5 separate regions of the Mus musculus genome follow, and all the other regions are linked to region 4. The links are chromatin contacts, called in public HiCAR-type and promoter capture Hi-C maps. All regions are on one chromosome and are shown on one strand. Each heading gives the region's core, a stretch centred on a gene start, on an enhancer-like site or on the middle of the called end of the contact. The rest is flanking DNA. Distances are from core to core; before and after follow the strand shown.

Region 1 (2,700 bases), core at 179-2,678, 410 kb before region 4:
GTTCTTCAGTGGTGACATGTTCTGCTGAGTCTCGAAGGGTAAAGTTGTTGGCATCATGTTCTTAATAGTTTGAAAGGACTAGGACACACCCTTGGCCTGACTGGAGAACAACCATCCCACTCCAGCTGGCTGCCCTGCTCCTAGGCCACTGCTCGTTCCAACCACTGCTGCCTTTAGAGTCCTCCTAGATTTCATTAACTTGTTTATAGAGAAATTGCCTAGCATATTGATACTTAGAAGAACCAGGCAGGGTGACATTCTTTGCAGGAATGGAGGAAGTTCAGACAATATCAGCCCCAGTCCTAGGGAGGTGTAAGAAGTGTGCATATGGGGTTGGAGAGATGGTTCAGTGGTTAAGAACAATGGCTGCTCTTCTAGAGGTCCTGAGTTCAATTCCCAGCAACCACAATCACATGGTGGCTTGAAAGCATCTGTAATGGGATGCAACGCCCTTTTCTGGTGTGTCTGAAGAGAGTGACAGTGTCCTCACAAACACATTCTGGGACAGAGACTGCCCTGCCCTGTTTGTGCTCTTGCTATTGGGAAATCATGTGACCTTTCTGTCACTCAGAATAGTCAATAAGTAAATCTTAAAAAAAAAAAAAAAGAAAAGAAAGAGAGAAAGAAAAGAAACATGCATGTGCTGGGAAGATGGCTCAGTGGTTAGAAGATTATGCTGCTCTTGCTGAGGAAGCAGGCAAGTGCTCTCTCCTGTACCGGGGAATAGGAACGTCTGCCGTGCTGCAGGCATAAAGCTGCTTTCCTCCCAGGCTTTCCAACTGACTTTCTCTGAGGAGCCTTACCAGGAAAACAGTAGAAAATCAAGCATGCAAACAACCACCACAACGAGGCCTCCATCTTGGAATTGGAAAGGAAAGATGGGGATCTTAGCCCCTCCCTTTTGTATCCTGACACTCCAGTTTATGTCTCTTCCCTGTACAGTTTGCTGGGGGTGAGATGGGCTAACCACAGCCTGGGGAAAAATAATTGGTGTGGGGAGAGTCATGGTCTGTGATCAATACGAGCACTGAGCCCTTTCAGGGCTCTTCCAGGAGGAGTTGCCAATGTTAGGAGAGGTGAACAGGGGCACACTGGACCATCCAGACACTGCCCCACCTGGGGATCCATACCATAAACAACCACCAAAACCAGGCACCATTGTGGATGCCAACAAAAGCTTGCTGACAAGGAGCCTGATATAGCTGTCTCCTGTGAGGCTCTGCCAGTGTCCAATACAGAAGTGGATGCTCACAGCCATCCATTGGACTGAGCACAGGGTCCCCAATGAAAGGACCCAAGGAGCTGAAGGGGTTTGCAGCCCCATAGGAGGAACAACAATGTGAGCTAACCAGCACCCTCAGAGCTCCCTAGGACTAAACCACCAGTCAAAGAAAACACATGGTGAAACCCATAGCTCTAGCTGCATATGTAGCAGAAGATGGCTTAGTCATCAATGGCAGGAGAGGCCCTTGGTCCTTTGAAGGTTCTATGCACCAGTATAGGGGAACGCCAGGGCCAGGAAGCAGGAGTGGGTAGGTTGGTAAGCAGGGGGAGAGGGAAGGGGATAGGGGGTTTTAGGAGGGGAAACTAGGAAAGGGGATAACATTTGAAATGTAAATAAAGAAAATATCTAATTAAAAAAAGAATTTTAGCTGATACTCTTATTTTTGTTGGGAAACAGATTCTGAGATTGAGGGGGTACTGACATCCTCAGTGTGTTCAAGTGTTCTTTGCCCCAGGGAAAATGCTTGCCTTCTCTCTCGACTGCGTAATGCTGGGCTTCAACTGGAGTGGAAATCTCCAGCGACTGCTAAGACATACTTAGGCATTCACAGTTCCAGGACATGAGGCTGCCCTGCCCTGTTCGTGCTCTTGCTATTGGGAAGTCACACGGCCTTTCTGTCACTCAGAGTAGTCAAGATAATACTGCCAGAACAAACAGTGCCCAGATCTCAGTGTTTTCTCCAAGGGGAACTACCAGATCAATAATGTGAACAAGCTTGGGGCTCTTGGTAGGTCTGGCAGGCGTGGTTTCTAGAAACTTCTAGTTTATGGGATTTCTAAGAGCCTTTGATGGTTTTTTTTTTTTTTTTTCTCTTACTAGCTACAGAGACTTAGGTTACTTCAATCTGTACTTAATTTACTTTAGTTGTAAACACTGGCCTAACCAGTACCATCCTGTAGATTTGTTACTAGACAGGAGATCAGTTTGCTGTTAAGCGGGTACCGAAAGCGCTCTTCAGTCTTCTCATTTTCATCTCATTGGTTTATTAGACCATTTTATATGCTTATTCACTGGATTTAGGATATTTTTCATTCCCCATCACAGTCTTTTATCTTCTTCCGACTCTGGGGTCTTTTTGTGTGCACGACACACCACGTTTAATCACGGGTGCTTGCAGGAGTGGGCTGTGAGTTACTAATGCCTGGTTACCCAGGACCTGCCTACAGTGAGTGCCTCACTTCGGTGAGGAGTGGGCCTCAGATGACCCTCTCCGTGCATTATGTAATGGAAGCCAGCCCAGTCTTATGCAGGTAACCACGCCCATCTGAATTCATGAGTACAGCCACCATGTCATGTCCAGAAGATGCTATTTCACAGCATTACCCCCAACGGCTGGGTCGTACATTCTTTCTGCTCCCTGAGTCTCTGAGTAGGTGATACGAGTGTCCCATGTAGGGCCAAGCACTCAGAGTCAT
Region 2 (2,700 bases), core at 192-2,691, 460 kb before region 4:
TGGAGAGAGCTGCTTATTGGGTGGACTAGGTGACATTTGTGCACTTGAGTTTCCTGGTAATGCCAGACAGAGTCTGAGAGAAAATAGATCATGGACAAGCTGGTTGAACTTCTCAGCAGAGACAGATCTACGAGAATCTCTCTCCTCCCCCTCTCTTCTCTACTGCATCTCTCAAGTCTACATTCATATCTGTATAAAGAAAGATTTATGATGAAGAGCTGACTCATTTTTATAGAAGCTGAGCCATCCATGACATCCTGTTTGCAAGCTTTAGACCCAGAAACTCCTGCTGGTGTAGGATATGCTCCCCCCCCCCAAGTTAAAAGGCTCATGGTATAGATTCCAGCCCAAGTCTAAAGGCCTGAGAACCAGAGAGCTCCATGCACCAACCCAGCAACCAGCAGGGTTTGTCACCCATCCCAGTCAGTCCATTCTGCAGGTTTGTGTATGTACAGCCACACTAGGATCTTTTCTCAGCCTCCCAAAGGCTGATCTCTAGGAAGCTCCCTCTGGACACTGCCAGAGATAGTGTTAAAGCAGCTGATTGGTGTGTCATGGCCATTCCCACCGCTGGACACCAGGTTAACCATCACACTAGAGCCTTTACAACCCTCCACGTGGAACCTCAAGCCCCGTCCTCTCACCAGGGTGCCATTGTGAAGCAGAGTGGTACAGATGGTCCCTGACTTCTGATGAAATCAACCCACAACTGTCAACTTTATTGTGGGTTGAAAATGTTATTCACTGGACAGAAACTTTGATCTTTTCTCTGTAGTCCATAACTTATGGGATCCATTTGCCTTCCGGAGAGCTTCATTTTGTGACCCTGGTTGGTTATATCCCAAGCTTACTTCACAGCCTCTCTCATGATGCTGAATACGAGCAGTGAGCTTCAACTCCAAGCCAGCGCTGTAGACTCCAGAGTGAATAGGAGAGAACCTGAGCTAGCTGAGTTGCTACCCTGTGGGGATCAGGATGCTGGGTACTGTAGGACCGTGAAAGGCAGCCTGTTTTCTGGTTGAGCTAGGTTAAAATCCTGGAGACCCAGTAGATAACTCCGCAAGGAACGGAAGGAAGTCTGCCACGGTCTCAGACACCAGGCTCCTGATACAAGGCCCAGCTCCATAATTCTGTGGCCATCAATCATGTACCCCTGTATTCTGTCTGAACTCCACCCCCACAGTCACCTGGCAATAGCCAGGTAGGCATGGCCCACTATAAAAGGGGCTGTTTGCCCCCCTCCTCCCTCTCTTACTCTTACTCTTACTCTCTACTCTTGCCTTTCTCTCTTGCCCTCTTGCTACCCCCCCACCCCGGCATTTCCTTCTTCCCTCTCTCTACATGGCCATGACCGACCCCTACTTCTCTACTCTCTCCCTCTCTCTGCCTTTCTACAATAAAGGCCTTAAAGCCATGGACTTCCTCTTCTCACCGAAACCTGCTGTGCTGGAGCAGTGGAGCAGGTCTTCCTCTTAAAGAGACGCGCATCTAATCTCCTGTGGGAGGCCTCCCTGTGCTCCCAGACATGGTCTCCACCAAGCCAAGCCTCCTGCCTGAACAAACCAAGGACTCTCATCCCCGAGAGAACCAGCCGGGAGCTCTCCTTCTGCCCTTTTTCCTTCGACCCCGGGCTAGAGTCAGCCTGTGGCTCCCCCTGCTCATTCTCAGCTCTTCCGCTACATCCAGAGATGTCTGCGGTGTCCGAGAGTGAGAACCTGCCATCCCTCCATGCGGCCCCGGGGACTCCAGAACCCGCTCTTCCGTGGCACCCAGAGACGTATGTGGTGCCCAAGAGTCTGAGCCAACTTTGGTAGTTCCTTGGGCATCTCAGACTGCGCTTCCCCACCCCTGTTGCTTCTCACAGCCTGACGCCCAGCCTGGCAGCGATGTGGAGTGTGCGCAAACTTCTCCTATCTGCCTCCATGAGCGGTCCTAACCCTGTGTCGGATTGGTGCATTTTAATCCATAGGGTGCCTTAATCACATAGACTTATAACTTTTCCAACTTGCCATACAATGGGCTTTATGGCAATCCAATGGTAAGCCAAGGCACATATGTTCATAGTGCGGGACTGTTTGTGCATGATTCCTATCTTAACCACAGCTACACAGTCTCCATTGGGCCCTGCAGTCTGAGGCAAGGGCCTCTCTGTCATCATGGGTGTTTTTTCTTTGCAGCGTTCTTGAGTCAAGACTTTTATTTACTAGGTCATGTAATTCCCCTATATCTATTGCTGGGGAATGAATGATTTTGAAACCAAATGACTCAAAATAAAGATTTTGATGATCTCTTGTGATTTCATGGGACATCTGGGTGCTTCATCACCTCTGGGTTGGCTCAGCGGTTGGCAGTCGTCCATTCACAGTGTGGCAGAGTAGTGCTGTCTGGGGGTGCATCCTGTCTCCACAATGTATCTCGCTCAGTATGGCACTGTTTTATCAGCAGACGTGACTAGACAGTGGCTGTGGTGTCTCTTGGTCTCCCAGACCAATGGATGGGACCTCACTCTGCATCTCCAGTCACAGCAGCAGGTGCTTTAGGATCTTTGTTGTAGGATAGCCGTCCTGGGCATCCCGAGTCAGTCTAGCTTGTCTCTCCATCATCTTAACAAGCCTTGGGCTACAGCAGGTCTTGTAATACTCACTTGTTCAGGTAAAGCACATACAGGATGATGTACTGGACCATAATGTAATCTAGCCT
Region 3 (2,700 bases), core at 120-2,619, 480 kb before region 4:
ATAGACACTTCCAAGGTTTGTCCCCGACATTTGTCCACATCTTACTGCTTCTTAAATAGTCCCCCTAGAGATCATTCTGGAATGGGGGGCCTGAGTTGAGACATGGTCTTCTAATCTCCATGGGCTGGATTTTTCTACATCTCAGTGTATATTACTGTGTGTGGATGGATGGATGGATGGATGGATGGATGGATGGATAGATAGATAGATAGATAGATAGATAGATAGATAGATAGATAGATAGAACTAAAGTCATGTCAACAGGATAACCAAGACAAAAATCCCACTAGAACAGCAGTTCTCAACCTGTGTGGGTCTCAACCCCTTTGCAGGTTGAACAGCCTTTCATGGGGGGGTCACATATCAGATATCCTGTTTGTCAAAATTTTAACATTATGGTTCATAGCATTCAAAACTAAAGTAGCACTGGAATAACTTGATGGTTGGGGGATCACTGTATTAAAGGGTCACAGCGTTAGAACTGAATCTGAGAACCACTGCACTGTTACCTAGGCTGGGTTTTACACAATCACAGACAGACAGACAGACAGACAGACAGACACACACACACACACACACACACACACACACACACACACACACACACAGGAGTTTGCAAAGCTTTTGTTCTCTGGCTCTATTAAAATGGTTCTGTGAGAAAGCTAAAGGAGGAGGCCATAATTTGCAAACCTCAAGGCAGTGAGCTGGCTGTGGGTGAAAGCTAAGAAATCCTTCTTCTCACGGACAGCCCAGGACTCTCTGCTGTGGGGTCCAGGACTGTGCTGCAGGGGTTTCTTTTTCTAAAGGCTGCAAGGAAGGCACATGAAGTTGCAAGCCATACACACACACACACACACACACACACACATATATGCAGCCAGTGGCTGCTGCTGTTCCCCTACACAGGTGGGTTTCAGACAGAAAACTTTCATGTACAGCAGAGGTGTTTATCTGGGGCCTCTGACTCACTGGTGGCATCAACGAGGGGCCCGCCAAGCTGGAAAGTTCTCAGAGACTTATAGCTGTGGGAAAAACCCACTCCCCCATTGCATTCTGGTTTCTGCCGTTGTGTAATCTTAAAAGAATGGGGCAAAGACCTGTCATGGAAGGAACTGAGAAACTTAATGGTGGCTGTGTAATTTATTATCCTCAGCACAGTCGCATATGTCCCAGTCACTGGGTAACAGATTCCCAGGATCCTTCACAAGTAAGTCACTCTAGACTGTTGGAAAAGGTGTGGCTGTCACCTGAGTCTCCCTGGCTATTTTGAAGTGCAACCCTATTTTCAGCTCTTACTGGACCTCACTCAAGAGAGCTCACTGTGCATGCTGGAGAGATGGCCAGGAGCCATCACTGCCACGAATCGGTAGTAACACAAGAGCCTGGTCCTTCTGGAATCTGCTGAGTCATGGCTGCCCATTCTATAGAACTGACTCCTGGTCTTAGATGACATTTGCCCAGCTCCACTTAAGGGCAGCTGCTATCATAGTCGTGTGTAACTGACACAGAGCAGCATGAAGTCTCATCATTGCAGTAGAAACAAAGGGAGTTTTGTCCGTTCAGGGAAGATTTGTGAATTGCTGCACTTTGTACAAGCCACCATAATTACAAGCTATAATTGGATCACTCTGTAATGCTCAGATCTTCCAAGTTACCATGGACGGGGATCTGATCTCCGATTCCAAAAGGCAGCTGATGTGTATATGGAATTAAAAGGACAGTATGTCCAGACCGCAAGGAAGCATACGAGAGCTTAGCGTGGAGATCAGGGAGAAGCCAGCTAAGTGACGCTTAGAGTCACGCCTAGTTAAAAACACTAGGATTTCCAACCTGGGACACGGATCACATTCCCAAGAAGGGAATAATCTTTTATTCTTTTTATTTTTATTCTTTTTACTTGTTTCATTTTTTTTCTTTTTCTTTTCTTTTTTTTTTTGGATATGCCTTTTTGACTGAGAATTTTGTATATGAATATATACTACATTTTAATGAAACATATCCCCTATTTCCTTACTTCTAATTCCTCTTGTATCGCCTGCCTCAACTCCCATCTTCTACTTGTTTTAAAAGCAGTACGTCCACTTGGTGCTACCTGTGGGCGCATGAGTGTAGTTCAGTCTGTTGGAGTTTGAGTGGTCTTTCGAGGGCTACATTCCTGAGGAAAATGGATTTCCTTTCCCAGTAGCTATCAATTGCGAATAGCCCCTCAGTGAGTGGTAGGATTCGTGCAGCCCTAATCCACCCATGCTGGTATTTTGCCTTGCTTGGTTTGGTGGATGTACCATTGGGTTCATGGGCGCAATGGCCCGGACAGGTCCAACAAACACTCTTTACAGAATTTCATTGTCTCTAGTTTTCATGATCTTTCCAGCCCTGCTTCTGCAGTAGTCTCTGAGCTTGGATGAGAGAATTTGTTGAAAATGGCTGGCAGGGTCTCACCCACCAGAGTGTCTGATTATCCAGGTCAAGTGTCCTGGGCAAGCCCCTGTGACAGAAACTGCTGGAGGACACAAGAAGAAATCTCTCGCCGGAAGGTTCTACACCTTCCTCCTAATTTCCACATTGCTCATGATCCCAGTGGTTGTGGTACAATCTTAAGAAGCCAGACACCCCAGTTCTGTGTAGATTGAGTGTCATTTCAATCAAAAGAGGCTGTTTTAGATGCAACTCTGAGGATAATGTGAATGTCTTCACCCACCA
Region 4 (2,700 bases), core at 130-2,629:
GTTGTAATTATACTTTAATTTATTTGCAAACATTAAAAAATTTAAAAAAATAAATTTAAGTAAAAAGATCTGAGTCCATTTGGAACATAGTCTGTTGTGTGGTGCGAGTGGAGAATTTGTTGCGTAGTTTTCCATAGGGCGACCTAAGTTACCACACTACGTCTAGTTTGTGATGCTCTTTCCTATTTTTAAAAATTTCCACACACAGTTAGACTTGTTTCTACACTGTCTCCTCTTCTGTTCCACAGGTCAGCTCTCTCTATTCATGAGGGTGCTCCGCAATGATTTTACTTGTACCAAGTGTTAAAGCCTGAGTTTCCTGTGGTGACTAAGACCTTCATCTGATCCCAAATCTCCTGTGGTTCATGATGTCCTGCTTTTCTCTTCCAAAAACAGTTTATAAAGGACACATTAAGCTTCGAAGGAAAAGCTGTTGATGAATTCACTTCAGGAGACCACACTGGCAGTAACTTTGGGCTTAACTTTAAGGTCTATATTCAGATCTCTGAGGTTTGATAAGGACACTCCCAACGCCCAGGCACTCTGAATGTACCTCAGCCTGAATTAAACCATTATCATGAACAATGCCTGGTCTATCCGTTTCCCCTTCATCCTCAGTATTCCTCCTTTAATCCCATTTAGATTTTGGATTACTGGGCTGTCCCTGTCACACCCTGGGAGTCTAAGCTCATGTGCCCTCATGTGCTTTCCTCTGAACCTGCAATAGGTGGTAGGAAAACCTCAAATCCTTTTGGGATTTGAGCTAGTTCCACAATTAGCATGAATACATGATTTTATTTATTTATTTATCTATTTATTTATTGGCTTAGACCTGCCCTCAGTTGCTAACTCTTCTCTTAGATTTTCACCTTCACCTCAGGTCAACACTTACCTTGCCCCCACTCTGACATGAACTTGGGCTCTGCTTTTATTTTATGCTCTTCTCCAGCCTTGTGCTGAAACAATCCCCATGGTTTGCTGTGCCCCGCTGCTTCAGCTTGTCTTTATGGGGAGAATAGGCTCCGTTTAATTAAGAGGCTTTGGGACTAGTGTGGTCTCACGGTCCTCTAAATTGTTTTAATTACAGTGCAGTTCTTAATTAGGCATTCCACGGTGCACAAGCATAGCCTCCGAGCCTTTCAAAGCTACGGTTATATCACTCTCCTCATTGATAAATTATTGCTCTGTAAAAGTGATGCTGGAGAGAGAGAGTTCATCAGAAGAAAGCCTTTAGGTTTGAAATGAAAGGCAAGGTTGGCAGTGCTTGTTTTAGAAGAAGGGGGAGGAGGAAGAGGAGGAGGAGGAAGTAAAAAAGAACTCCCCTGTTGAGAAACCGTGTCGAATGTTAACATTTGGTACAGGAAATTCCTGTAAAGGAAGCAGGCTTACTCACCATTTCAACTAAACCTAACCACAACCCCTTTCTTGTCAAGGAGGCTGGCCAGAGGACAGCTTTGAATGCTTTATTTCAGGAGTTTTCTTCCGTGGATAAAGGTAGTTTACTTCATTTCTCCTTTGTTATGACTGGGCATTTTCCAACACCAGAGGTCCTTTACAAAATTCCAAGGTTGTCCTTTTCTGTCCAGGTATAACTTATTATTTCAAAACTGTATGGGTTGGATAGTCCTTAAATCTTCTTCAAGTAACTCTCTTGCTAAGAAAAAAAAATGTAGCAGAACCCTTTGAAAATGGGTGTTTTTCACACTTTTTTTTTCAGATGCACAAGCTGGCATTCACTGACATAAAGACTTGAATTTCTTTATTTGTTGTGTATGTAAGAGCAGGAAACAAAGGTAAGAGACCAGAATATTCTTTCCCTAGATTCCTTAACCCCTAATATATATTTTTAAAGGACTTAAAAAGTGAATTGCTAAAGAGTTGCTTTTTGTGGAATATTTTTAATCACAGGTGTGCTATTAGGCAGCAACATTTGTATCTCAGTGTCGGTTTTAACCTTAACTTGTATAAGTGACTAGTTACAAAGTAAACCTTTGTTTTAAACAGTGATTCTTACATTTTATTGAAAGGATTATAGAGGGATTCAATCAAATGCGGGTCAAATCTGAATGGCCACATTACTTGTCCATCTTTGGAGGCAAGCACTGAACAAGCTGCTATGGACCATGTGAGCATTATCAGTATTCTTTGACTACTGCAATTATTAGACTAGGCCATAGCATCTCTTTTTTATTTGTACTTTAAGGGTGTGCACAGGACTGAGAGGCTTCCTGGTGATTCATTCACAGCTTTCATTTTTCTCCTCCCAGCAAAAGCTTTGTTCTTTGAAAAACTTAGCTCATTATTACTCTAAAATATGGTCAAATTGGGTATCTTTTGAATAACTTCAGGCTAACTTTTTCTGCTTCTGAGAAAAAGAGAGAATTTTTAAATAAAAGCCTTCTGGAAAATTTTAGGAAAGAGACCTTGCAGATCTTCAGATCATCTCACCGGCCTCCGACCTCCTTCTGTAGAGAAGGCGAATAGTGGTGGCAAGATGAGAAACTTTGAAACCCTCTTCCTCCAGATATGATTCTCCCTTCTACTACTGAACAGGTATGTGGTCATTGTTTCATAACGGGCACCGTTGCTATGAGTGATGCAACATTTGGTTTTCTACTGGGACAATAAGAATGACAGCACACATGTTTTACAGAATGACAAACTTGAGTTTTACATTTGCTGGTATCTGTCAGTCATTTT
Region 5 (2,700 bases), core at 21-2,520, 510 kb before region 4:
AACTCCATGTGTAAAAGGAGGCCCAGCTCTGCATATAGCTGCATTTTACAAAGTGATGCTTTGACATAGATTGCTGAGGATATAATCAGTGCCAATAAGGTTACCCAGAAAGCTGTATTTTCAGTGCTTCGCACACGGGTGCCATGGTTGCTTCACAGCTGAGTGGAATTAAATGCTTTGCCTAAGGTGAATTAGCTAAATGCCTCAGCTGGGATTTGAACACATTTCTTCCATTTTGAACTCTGAGGCTGTGCTGTAGTCAGTGTGTATTACTGGTGACAGTAGTCAAAAAGTTCCTTCACTGAGCTCTTCTCACTACTTGGAAGCAGGTATTAAACAGAGGTGGGAAGAGGGAAGCCTTTCCCTCAGAAGGGCTGCCAGCGTGTCCCTTGGCCCTGTTTTACCCCAGAGTTCAGACCCTATGGAGAGGGGTCGACTGACGTCAGCAGGGGGAAGCCAGAAGCTAGACTGAAGGGGAGGAGGTGGAGAGTGTGTGACATGCGTTTATCTGTGTCTCTGCTTTTTTTGTCTCTCCTGAACGTACCAGCATCATCCAAGTCTGAAGGTTCTCCATCGCCACGCCAGGAAAGTGCAGCCAAAAAGCCTGACGATAAGAAAGAAGTATTCCGGCCTCTCAAGCCTGCGGTAAGTACTGTGTAAAATCACTTAGTTCTGTGTCAAGCTGGAGGGAAACCTTTGTGTTAAGAATATTGTTGAAGGGCTGGGGTATGCAGTTGCATGTGGGAGGTCCCAAGCTCAGTCTCCAGCGAAAAGAAAGGAAAAGTGATGGAGAGGCCTGCAGTGGTTTGATTTTTGTGTGGCCCTTCCCTGCTGTGGGGAAATAGAAGAGTTGTCTGATGCAGGATGCCGTTGTGGGTTCGCCCTTAGGCATCTCAATTCTGAAGTCATTAGCAGGGCAGTTCTGTTCCACTTCAGCCTTCCACTAGTTGTCCAATTAGCCGTACAGAGAAGCACAGAATAAAATATAATTTTATGTATTGGCAGTTTTTAAGGAAATGAGTATTTTATAGTAATACTGAGTAAAATTCAAAAGCTCCAACACACGCACACGCACACACGCACGCACACACACCCATACCCGTGCACGATGCACAATCATTGCTTGTCATCGACCTTATTCTTGGTAAGTTTGGTGTTTGCAGTACTGGCTTTCAGAATAAGTGTGAATGAGCGCTCCTGTGTCTTGAGTGCTGCCCTTGGTCTCTGGGCTGATGACTTTGACTGCTTCCTCGATCCTTATCATGGCAGTCAGTCATGTGACTGTGGGTACTTGTGGGGTTTTAAGCCTATTGAAGTTTTAGGTTCCTCTTTAACTGATTTCTGGATACCCCCTCCCCCTTCTTCCTGTTGCCTGCTCCCTTCTCTGCATCCTTCATCAATGTCGGCCTCCCTCTCCACCTCCATGGAATCGTCGTGTCCTGAAGGGAGAAGTGGTAAGCCCGCATCCCTCCCTCCCTCTGATGGCTAGCTTCAGCGGTGCTCTCTGCCTCTCGGCTCTGCTCAGCTCAGACTTGCGCTCTGCCTTCCGCTTGCCTTTAATGACCGTCGGCTGCTTTAGCTGATGAACCAAGCTTTGGGTCTTTATTGCCAAACCTACCTGGAACAACTGTTGTAAAGGAGCTGCTTTGTCACAGATAGCTGCCAGGACAGAGCAGGCTCAAGCTTGCTTCTGATAGTTCAGAGGCTAGAGGTCAAAGGTAAAAAACATATTCTTAACTGCATAAAAGAAGAATACTAAGTTGGAACTGCTCTTTAAGTTAAAAGGGAAAACCAGTCATATAGTTACTGCTTTTTAAAATGCTATTGATTTTAAATAAAATTCCCAAGTAGAAAAGGGAGTTTGGACTTAAATGGGATTTAAATCAGTCTAGGAAATTAGATATAAAGAATTGATAAGAATCTTAAAATATCTCAACAAGGTAAAGAGAAATGAAGCCAGTTTTTAGTAAACTTTGCTCTGAGGTTCTCAATCATTGTATAATTGAGAATGTGGCTAAGTCTGGGGGAAGGCCAGTGGGGATTGCCGTGGCACGTGGCAGATGGGCTTTCCCACTGCGGACGCCCCAGCTCGGGCATGGCAGGTACTAGTAGGGAGGTGAGGGTGAGCGTGTGCTAGCAATCTGCTGTCTAGGCAGCCTGGGATTCTTCATGAACCGTGGAGGGGAAAAGGCCCAGCTATGTCTGTGTAATTAGGGGCAGTGTGCGCAGTTCTAAATAGTCCTCTTAGACATGCTGTCTGGGCTGGAGAGGTGCCTCAGCGGGGAAGAGCACTGACTGCTCTTCCAGAGGTCCTGAGTTCAATTCCCAACAACCACGTGGTGGCTCACGACCATCTGTAATGGGGATCTGATATCCTCTTCTGGTGTTTCTGAAGACAGCTACAGTGTACGTCTATAAACAAAAAACAAACAAACAGAAATCCTAAAAAGAAAAAAAACAACTGTCTTTATTTAAAAAAAAAATAGTCATGATATCCTGCAGTCCTGTCTTCGCAGCAAAAGCCTCTCCTATCTTAGACTTACTGAAAGCAATGCTGTCAGCTCACCCTGCAGACCACTGTATGGTGGGACTGAGTTGTCTGTTACACACTGTACAGTGGGACTGAGTTGTCTGTTACACCTGCCTTCTTCCTTCTGTCCAAAGCCGTAGCCAACAAACTCCTCACGAGTCCTTTCCTGA

The links. Promoter capture Hi-C pulls out the DNA fragments that hold promoters and counts their contacts. HiCAR-type assays count read pairs that join an accessible place to other places.
Region 1: a HiCAR-type map of Th17 cells shows a contact between it and region 4, with 6 times the contacts expected there. The contact joins the enhancer-like site here to the promoter of Il18rap in region 4. A contact is called at or near these places in 15 of 39 promoter capture datasets (3T3-L1-derived adipocytes, the C10 cell line, the HPC-7 cell line and 11 more), 2 of 484 Hi-C or Micro-C datasets (bone marrow-derived DN2 thymocytes and bone marrow-derived macrophages), 3 of 115 datasets of contacts at active chromatin or transcription factors (Th17 cells, astrocytes and bone marrow-derived macrophages) and 2 of 9 other capture datasets (adipose tissue and embryonic stem cells).
Region 2: a contact with region 4 is called in a promoter capture Hi-C map of the HPC-7 cell line. The contact joins the enhancer-like site here to the promoter of Il18rap in region 4. A contact is called at or near these places in 8 of 39 promoter capture datasets (the HPC-7 cell line, HPC-7-derived erythroid cells, the SN4741 cell line and 4 more), 3 of 115 datasets of contacts at active chromatin or transcription factors (CD8 T cells, effector CD8 T cells and regulatory T cells) and 2 of 9 other capture datasets (embryonic stem cells and macrophages).
Region 3: a contact with region 4 is called in a promoter capture Hi-C map of the HPC-7 cell line. The contact joins the enhancer-like site here to the promoter of Il18rap in region 4. A contact is called at or near these places in 7 of 39 promoter capture datasets (3T3-L1-derived adipocytes, the HPC-7 cell line, the SN4741 cell line and 4 more), 1 of 115 datasets of contacts at active chromatin or transcription factors (acute myeloid leukemia) and 3 of 9 other capture datasets (adipose tissue, embryonic stem cells and macrophages).
Region 5: a contact with region 4 is called in a promoter capture Hi-C map of the HPC-7 cell line. The contact joins the enhancer-like site here to the promoter of Il18rap in region 4. A contact is called at or near these places in 10 of 39 promoter capture datasets (the 3T3-L1 cell line, 3T3-L1-derived adipocytes, the HPC-7 cell line and 7 more), 1 of 115 datasets of contacts at active chromatin or transcription factors (acute myeloid leukemia) and 1 of 9 other capture datasets (macrophages).

Annotation. Positions count from the first base shown.
Region 1 is chr1:40,108,078-40,110,777 of GRCm38.p6, forward strand. All of the region lies in intron 3 of Il1r2 (interleukin 1 receptor, type II), which reads left to right. Among named protein-coding and RNA genes, the nearest start is that of Gm16894, 24 kb to the left of the region's middle. Within about 2 kb of position 1,429, at least 13 of the 459 cell types and tissues checked have an H3K27ac peak or open chromatin away from gene starts, as enhancers often do. A contact at or near this core is called in Th17 cells and adipose tissue, where this site is marked.
Region 2 is chr1:40,053,835-40,056,534 of GRCm38.p6, forward strand. No RefSeq gene overlaps it. Among named protein-coding and RNA genes, the nearest start is that of Il1r2, 30 kb to the right of the region's middle. Within about 2 kb of position 1,442, at least 24 of the 459 cell types and tissues checked have an H3K27ac peak or open chromatin away from gene starts, as enhancers often do. A contact at or near this core is called in CD8 T cells, the HPC-7 cell line and regulatory T cells, where this site is marked.
Region 3 is chr1:40,032,547-40,035,246 of GRCm38.p6, forward strand. No RefSeq gene overlaps it. Among named protein-coding and RNA genes, the nearest start is that of Il1r2, 51 kb to the right of the region's middle. Within about 2 kb of position 1,370, at least 29 of the 459 cell types and tissues checked have an H3K27ac peak or open chromatin away from gene starts, as enhancers often do. A contact at or near this core is called in the HPC-7 cell line, where this site is marked.
Region 4 is chr1:40,513,983-40,516,682 of GRCm38.p6, forward strand. Il18rap (interleukin 18 receptor accessory protein) reads left to right here and starts at 1,380. Exons shown (of 13, transcript NM_010553.4): 1 at 1,380-1,494; 2 at 1,718-1,793; 3 at 2,415-2,553.
Region 5 is chr1:40,006,886-40,009,585 of GRCm38.p6, forward strand. It overlaps Map4k4 (mitogen-activated protein kinase kinase kinase kinase 4), which reads left to right. Exons shown (of 32, transcript NM_001252200.1): 20 at 548-645; 21 at 1,446-1,454. Among named protein-coding and RNA genes, the nearest start is that of Il1r2, 76 kb to the right of the region's middle. Within about 2 kb of position 1,271, at least 24 of the 459 cell types and tissues checked have an H3K27ac peak or open chromatin away from gene starts, as enhancers often do. A contact at or near this core is called in the HPC-7 cell line and acute myeloid leukemia, where this site is marked.